Linked DNA regions of Oryctolagus cuniculus: region 2 is linked to region 1. The links are chromatin contacts, called in public Micro-C maps. All regions are on one chromosome and are shown on one strand. The core of a region is the stretch at or near the end of the contact, and the rest is flanking DNA. Distances in the headings are between cores, read along the strand shown.

The links. A called contact is a pair of places that touch in the nucleus more often than the background predicts.
Region 2: a contact with region 1 is called in a Micro-C map of ear pinna, with 4 times the contacts expected there. The contact joins the promoter of RNF7 here to the promoter of TFDP2 in region 1. A contact is called at or near these places in 3 of 6 Hi-C or Micro-C datasets (ear pinna, psoas muscle and an unstated tissue).

Annotation. Positions count from the first base shown.
Region 1 is chr4:139,714,409-139,718,883 of mOryCun1.1, forward strand. TFDP2 (transcription factor Dp-2) reads left to right here and starts at 3,083. Exons shown (of 14, transcript XM_070072710.1): 1 at 3,083-3,417.
Region 2 is chr4:140,100,096-140,104,224 of mOryCun1.1, forward strand. It overlaps RNF7 (ring finger protein 7), which reads right to left and starts at 2,166. Exons shown (of 3, transcript XM_008266261.4): 1 at 1,864-2,166. The coding sequence starts at 2,038.

The sequences.
Region 1 (4,475 bases), core at 1,833-4,332:
ATTCAAAACATTTTGAGGAGCAGTTGGGTTGCTGGCATCCTGTATCAGAATGCTTGGGTTCGATTCTGCTCCAGCTCTTGGCTTCAGCTCCCTGCCAATGCGCAGATTGGGAGGCAGTGGTGATGGCTCAAGTGACTGGTTTCCTGCCGCTCATGTGGGGAGACCTGGATTGAGTTCCCGGCTCTTGGTTTCAGTCCCAGTCCAGCTCTGGTTGTTATTTATTTGAAAGGCAGAGCTACAGAAAGGCAGAGGGGGAGAGGGAGAGAGAGAGAAGTCTTTCATATGGCTGGTTCATTCCCCAAATGAATGCAATGGCCAAAGCTGAGGTGATTGAAGCCAGGAGCCAGAAGCCTGTTACAGGTCTCCAACGTGAGTGCAGGGACCCAAGGACTTGGGCCATCTTCCACTGCTTTCCCAGGCCACAGCAGCGAGCTGGATCGGAAGTGGAGCAGCTGGGATCTGAACCGGCGCCCATATGGGATGCCGACACCGCAGGCAGCGGCTTCTCCCGCTACATCACAGCACCGGCCCCTTGAAAGTCTCTTAAGCACTGAGGGTACAGTAGTGAATGGGAGGATACAGCTGTGCCTCTGACCGACCTTACAGTTTGATGGGATACCAAACCAGTAATTATCAGTTTAAATAAATGTCAGAAAGACAAATGGAATTTTACTAGAAAAAAGCTGGAGATGGGAAGTCAGGGGAACCTTTTTCCTTTTTGGGGTGAAGCGTTGTTTAGGTAAGAGGCAGGGGAAGCTGAATTGTGGGAGAATTGGAGATTGTTCCAAAGACAAGGAAGGAATACTCTTTGGATACTTGTGTTTGGATTTCCAATGCCTTGCACAGTTTTGGGCTTACAATAGGCACTTAATAAGTGTATGCTGCATCAATAAGCATTTCGGCACATTTCAGCCATCTACTCTCTGGCACTGGAGATGGTGGACGCTGTGTGTTCCTTTCCAAAAGAATTAAAATCCTTAATGGGGAAGTGAGAGGAGAGACAGAGAGCTGACTGTTGTACAAATTGCTAAATTGGAACTATGAGTGGGAATTAAAAATGGATTTACATGAATTTTCTTCCCAGTGGCAACTCAACAATTTATTCTGTGCTGGAGAATTTTCAGTTTTTGGCCTCAAAGCCAAGCTGTTCCTCTGTCTTCTGAATTTCTTGGCCTGCTGTGAAACTAGCATTTACTGTCTTTTACAGCATCCCCTGATTAGGTCATGGAAATTCACAGCTAGATCAAACTAGTCAATGGAAAATTTGAAGCTTTCACTGCCTATTAGACTTTGTGGCATTGGAAGGTGTTATGAAACATTGACTTTGAAATCATTTCTCAACAGTAATATTATAGAATGATCATAATAATTGCTACCACTTACTGAACACTTACTGTACACACTGTTTAGCAAAATGCTCTCAATTAACTCTGCTAGAGTAAGCTGAACTCTATGAAAATAGGCAAATATCAGCAATTTCATTGGATTCAACTTAATGTCATCTTCAGGGTCTCACCTACAAAGAGGTTAGGGAATTCCTCCTGGCCATTGCCTTAATCCAAAATTTAGCACTAAGTTTGCTATGTAATAAAGAGACCCTTGGCTACAGCGCCTCAACAGCACCCACCTCTCTCCACATTAACCGAGGCACTTTCTGGGTCTGCTTCCATGAAGGTGTTTCGCACACCATATTGGGGTGGTTTATGAGCTGTGCCCCTGCTACACTGAGTTCCTTGAACTGAGTGGGAGTGTCCGCAGGCTTGCTCATTGTATCTCTAGTGGTAAAAGGTTTTTTTTTTGTTTGTTTGTTTTTAATTGAGTTGAATACATCTACTAGATTTTTTGTGAAAACTAAAGAATTCCTTCTGGATTTGTGGCTGAAAATGTAATCACTCCTCTGGGGATCTGCATGTCACAGTCAATCAGCAACAGGCAGCATCCGGCATTCTTGGACTCCGAGGACTTCACCTCCCTACTGTGATGTGGCAGGCCAGTGTCTCGACACCGCACCCAGATCCAAAGGTGATCTCCTGTCTCCCTCAAGTCCTTTATGTGTTTACTTAAACGCGTCCTTAGGATCTCCTTCCCTGTCCACCATGCTTAAGGCTGAAGCCATCCCTCCCACACACACTCTGCTTACTGTTTTTCCACAGCTCAGATCAGCAGGTAGCATCGTTTTTATTTTGCTTATTTCTTTAGCTGTCGTCTTTCCCACCGCACTAGAATGCGGGCTCCACGAACGCAGTTTTTGTCTCTTTTTGTTCACAGAGGTATCTCCAGCACCTGGAACAGTGTTCCGCACGTGGGCGATTTATAAAATTTGAGCAGAGCGAAATGAGAAAGGCCTATCGTTGCAACACTGTGCCCTCACACCTCACTCCATCAGCAGGGCAGCTCCCATCTCTCTCTCCTCTCTCAACCTCCACAGCTCGGTCCACGCGGAATTTTCCAAATCAGCAGAAAACGAACAGACACAATCTTGTAACGCTAACCTACCGACCCTACAGGAACAGGTGTCTGGGGAAGCGGGCAGCCCCGGGGCAAGGCGGCCTGGCTTTGTGTGGATCCTAACTCGCCTGGCTAGGGAAGAACCTCCAACTCCCCAGGAGTCTCTCACTCATCGAATACTTTCAAGGCGCTCCACGGCTGGCCCCAAGCACTGCCTCACCGCTTACTCCCGCGACTCCTCAAATGCGAAGGATCCAGATGCACCTGCCCCACTTCTCCCGCCTCTCAAACAGCTGCGATCTTCCTGCTTCGTGGGCGGACCTCGTGGGGGAGTTAGGGGCGAGAGGGAAGGGCGTGTTTCTAAACTTTAGGCTTCAGGCCTACAGCTTGTCCAGCAATCGGAGCTGGAACCAAGAGCCCGGGCCACCGCCACCTACCCTTTGGGCAGCCCGGGAGAAACTTCAGGGGTCGGAGCGCGGCGCTTAAAGGCTCCGCCTCTTCTTCTCGTGCCCCCTCCCATCATTGGGCAGCCTGGGGGCGGGGTTTGTTTACTCTTTGCACGCACCGCCGGGACCGGCCAATCCGTGGGGAGCGGCGCCCTACGTCACGCCTCTCACCGGCCAATGGCCGTGCATCGTGCTGCTCCGCCGCCAAAGCTCGCGCGGGGGAAGCGGGGAGGCCGCCGAGCCGAGTGCGGGCTGACGAAGTCGGCAGCGCTTTCGGCTGCTGTGCGGCCGCTGTCCGGCACGCGGGGCGCGCCCTGACCGAGCCCTGAGGGCGCGCGCGGGCGCGAGGTCGGCGTGCCGGGGCCTCGAACTCCTGGGGGCCTCGACCGGGGCAAGGCCGCGGCTGCCTGGGTGGGAGTCCGCCGGGACCCGGGCGCCAGAGGATCGGCGGCGCCCGAAGACGCGCCCCCGGCTCGGCCCTGCAGCCTCGCGCGGCCGCCGGGTCCTCTGCAGCCGAGCGGCGGTAAGGTCCGGGGCGAGGGCGCGGGCCCGCGTGCCGAGGGCCTCTGGACCCGGCCCGGCGCGCTGCGTACGCCGGGGGACCCCCGGGAATCCCACGGGCTCCTCAGGCCTGGCGGAGTAACCCTTGAGTGTCCGGGCGAGACTGGGCAGGCAGGGAGGTCACCCTTCCTCGCGCAGCCTGCAAACTGGGGGAGGTGAGGTCCCTGAGTCACGCCTCGGCGAGGCGGGCAGAGGGTGTCTTCCCCCTTCCCGTCCTGGCCGTAGGGAGCGATGGCTTCGGGTTCTGGCTGCTGACTTTGCCCCCTGCTTCGCGACCCCCCGTCTGCCTCCGCCAGGGTTTCGTTGTTGTTTTTAAGAGTTGGGAGGCTTTGTGTGTACCTGTGCCCCGTAAGGGAACTTTGGCATTGCTCTGTGGGCCCAGACGGCTGGAGAAATCCCGGAGAGCCGAGGTGCCCGTCCGCCGGGCAGCGGCAGGGTTTGGGTGGGACCGCGCCGAGACGCCGCGCGCTCGCGTTGTGAGGTCTCCGTCTGCTCGAGCTGGGGGACCTCGGCGTGGGCGCCGCCGCCGAGGGAAGTCTGGGGCCGCCTGGGTCAGGGACGCCCGGGGCGCGAGCTCGCCGCCCGGCAGCGCAGGGCACGAGGTGGGCACCCTCGCTTCTGACTGCCGCGAGCGCGGGTTCGCGAGAGGATCCTTTTCTCTGCCCCTTGCCCACTCACCGCCGAAGCTCCGCCGAAGCCCGGAACGCTCTCCTCTTCCGTTTCCCTCGCAGACGGCTCAGACGCCCTCTGCCACCTGCTTGCTTGCTTCAGTGGGTGCGTGGCTCCTTCTCCCCCATCTCCCCTCTCCCCCCATCTTCCCTCTTCCGCCTTCTCCCCTCTCCCCCAGATCTTAGTTTCATGACTTTTCCTTTGATTTCTATTACCTAATTTTTTCTGGGTCACTTGTTTTTCTTTTCTCTTAATGGTTTCATCTTAGTCATTTTGCCTAATAAATATAATTGGAATTATTCACCTGTTCTCTAAAAGGACATAATCATGACCCTACCTGTCTCTGTTCAG
Region 2 (4,129 bases), core at 916-3,415, 380 kb after region 1:
ATCTATTAAAAAAAATGCTGCTAGAAAAAGAACTAGGAGAGTAGGGGGAAAATTATTTCTACTATCACATGACCACTAACTGAATTTTAACATCTCACAAAAACAAAACACAAAGGTTCAGAATATGTTTCTGACCTCCAAGTATGGCGGTTGTAAATATTCAACTTTAAACCTGGAGTAGCAGAATATTTGTGATAATTAGAAAGTTAATGATGACTCTGAGTCACTTATAGCCCATTCTCTGACCAACTTTCAATATCCCAGTAAAGTCTGTTGCAAGCTTTCTTTTCCACTTATTGTTTAAACAATTTTCCTCTTTGGGGAGAAAATAGCTAACAGGTGGTCTGAGATCTTTAAAAAAAATCCTTAAAGACCCTTTTGGGACATTTTTTATAAACTAAGAAGGAATGAAAAGGCAGCTGATTTTCCTTTAAACTGAAGAAAGCTTAGGGGGTACAATCTTTGCGTAAAGCTTGTCCAGCAAAAGAATAAAAGATCAGGTCTCCTTGATCAACAATAAACAAAATGCCTCTCAAACTGAAAATTATGATTTTAGTTCCTAACTGAGGTGTGTGTGGGAGGGTATTAACTGTTTTACAGGCAAATACGCAAATAAGTGGATCCTGTCTAAAATCCGGATCTTTCAGAGTAAAAGCCTAAAAATATTTGAATCATACTGTTGGAAACCCTCTATGAAACAAGCCCTTGTGAATAAAAGACAAAAGACAGCATACACTGAGAAATCTTTTGACTCTGGTAGATTTCAACTCTCACCCCTCAAAAGGAGAAAGCAATTCTCTAAGTTGTTTATTTCCAATTCTCTCACTTTTTTTTAGGGCAAACCACAAAGTTTTCAAACTATGGAAACCTCAGTTTTCTTCAACTAACCCTCAAGTAAAAACACTACTTAAAATGCTCTCACAGTAATTTCAAATGCACTATTTAAAAACATAACTTGCATTTAAGGAGGGCTTGTTTTTCAAGGTGGCCCGAGATCTTAAAACAGAAACCACGTAAAACATAAAGGAGACTAAGCTGCTCCAAAATATTTCACTTCGTCCGGATGTTGGATTTCAAAATGTTATGGAAAAGGAAGTTCTCCCCCAAGGCAGCGTCTTCTCCAGGAAACGACGTCCTGGGATGGAGAGGGGAGTTAAGGGACCACATTCTCCAATTCCGAGGACGGACACTTGCTCCTTAGCCACAGGGTGCCCCCTCCCAGGCCCAGCGAGCGCCATCGGGACACCTTAGATCGATCCGGATTGAAAAGCCAGCAGCGCAAGCCGCAGCAGCAGGAAAGGCAATGGCTGTGCGCTGCGCTGCGCTGCCCTGCGGGGCAGGACCGAGATTTTCGTTCCTGCGCCCGACGACCGCGGAGCATCACCGGGGCGGGTGACGGGGCCTCCGGGGCAGGTGACGAGGCCACCGGGGCGGGTGACGGGGCCTCCGGGGCGGGTGACGGGGCCTCCGGGGCGGGTGACGGGGCCTCCGGCGCGCTCCGCGCCATCGCGGCCTTTGCCCCCGGCCCCTCTGCGGTCTGCTCGCGGGGCCCCGGCGGGCTACACCAGACGGGTGGAGCCCCAGCTCCCATCAAATCACCCAACTTCTCTCCCCGGAGCACCTCCCTCATCGCCTGAAACCACCCTGTCTCATCGCCTGCCTACTGTCCGTTTCTCTCCCCGGGGCACCGGTCGCCCGGCGATGGGCGCCTGGGGACGACACCAAAGCGCCGGCGGCGACCGCAGCCCAGGCGGCCTGAAGCGGGGGCGTGGGCCCGCGGGACCAGCCGAGGGTTCCGGCGCAGCCGCCCGGGGCCGACCCCGCGGAGGCCGTACCGCGGCCCCGGCCTCGCGTGTAACTTACCCATCACTTGGACCCTGCAGATGGCGCACGTATCGCACTCCACGTCCCAGCTCCACATGGCCACCGCGTTCCACTTCTTGAGAGAGAACATTTTGTCGCCCCCCGACTTGGAGCCTGTGCTCCCGGAGTGAGAGGACAGGGCGCAGGTCTCCTCGCCGTCTTCCACGTCGGCCATGGCGGCGGCGCGGAGCCGGCGGCGAAGACGTTAGGTCGCGGGAGGCGGGCAACTATGGCGGCTCGGTGGGGCCGTCCGGCGGGCCCACAGCGCCGCCCGCAGGCCGCGGGTCACCGTATTGTCTCGGCTAGGGCGGCCGCGATTGGCTGGCGCTGTCAGTGACGTCACCGCACGCCGGCGCCGGGGGCGGGACTACGGCCCCCGCCCCTCGCTGCGCCGGGCCGCTGGGCGGGGCCTGCGGATCGTCGGTCGAGGCGGTGCCGCCGCTGCGCGGAGGTGTTGGGTCGGCGCCTGGGGCGCGAGCCGCGCTGGGGTGCGTGCCCGCTTTCGGCCTTAGCTGGGAAATGATCCCGTTAATTTATTCGTTTGCCTCTCCCCTACCAAGTATAAACTGCTATGAGTGCTCGTACCGTGTTCTTACCACGTCCTGGATGTCTTAAAAAAAAAAAAAGTGGTTACAAGAAACTGTTGAGTGAATGACCGTGAAGATCTAGAAAGTTCGGTGGTGGTCAAACTTTTTGGGCATATAGCTCCTTTAGATCTGAAAGTTATTAAAATTTTAAGGAGATTTTGTGTCTGTGGAAGATAGGCGGGATGGTTATTTTACTCTTTAAGAAATTAAAAGTTAAAATGTATTAATTCATTTAAAAACAAACCCATTGCAAGGTATTGTTAAAGCAGGACACCATAGATGATGTAGTTTCTGGAAAACTCCACTGTACCCTTAGAGTGAAAGTGAAAAGGAGGAAAAAGGTTCTGAATGAATGCAATCTTTGACCTGACTTGTTCCCTAAAAGGATCCCAGAAACCCATGGGACTCACTTTAAACTAGTTTAATCTCTCTTTTTTGTATGTAGGAGTAGTGAGGTGCAGAGAAGGGAGTTAGAGCTTACACTGCCGCTGCGTGAAGGGGGTAGTTTGGAAAGCATAGACTGCAGCCGTGTTGTTACAGGGATCTGGGATCAGTTCTTTGTCCCACGGTGGTGGAGTAGGTCGATGAGTAGGATTGAGCAAAGCAAATGAAATTAGATTTGATTGAGAACCTGAGACCCCTGTTTGCCAGAGGGGCCCCCCAGGGAGGGTTCTGCCAGGGTCTGGGCACTGGGTGCTGATACAGGGCGTGCATAGCAGTGGGTCAGTTCTGCATAGTTTCGCTGCCTTAGGTGTCTGCCTTGTTTATTCTGTCTCCCTGGAGCCGGCATGGTTACTGACCAGCTACCTAACAAACCTTGCCTTGCTGACCACTTGAGAGATGTGATAGCTGAAAAAGATTGTTGACCTGAGTGATTAAGGCAGGTTGTGCTGACCTGCTCAGTTGCTAAGCACTTCAGACATGCGGCTCTGTGCCACGGTCCAGTCTCTTACAGTTACCTGTGGATGTGGAGCCCTCGCGCTCCCTGTCAATCTTTGCATTTTCTCTGGGTGATGTTGGTTGTCCAATCCGCAGATGGCAGGTTTCATATAAATCCCTTTTTCCTTATTCCCACGGGGGCCTTTCCTGACTGCTTCCTAACCCCTGGAAGTATTTTTATTTTATTTTAAAAAATATTTATTTTATTTATTTGACAGTTACAGAGAGGTGGACACAGAGAGAGAGAGGTCTTCCATCCACTGGTTCACTCCCCAGATGGCCTCAATGGCCTCAATGGCCGGAGTTGAGCCAATCTGAAGCCAGAAGCCAGAAGCTTCTTCCGGATCTGCCACATGAGTTCAGGGGCCCAAGGACTTGGGCCATCTTCCACTGCTTTCCCAGGCCATAGCAGAGAGCTGGACTGGAAATGAAGCAGCCGGGACTTGAACCGGTGCCCATATGGGATGCTGGCACTGCAGGCTGGGGCTTTAACCTGCTGCACCACTGCACTGGCCCCTGGAAGTATTTAAGTATGTTTTTTTAAGAATTATTTTATTTTTATTTGAAAGTGTGGGGAGCAACTGAGACTAGACTAAGTTACTGGAATTAAGACTTATTCTATGCATCTGCTCTCCCAACAATATGGCGCTGAGAGGGAGCAAACAACCTCTACGCAGCTGCCTCATCAGTTTGACTGATAAGCTGCAGGAGCTGATCCTGCTTCTGATTGGAGGAGAGCA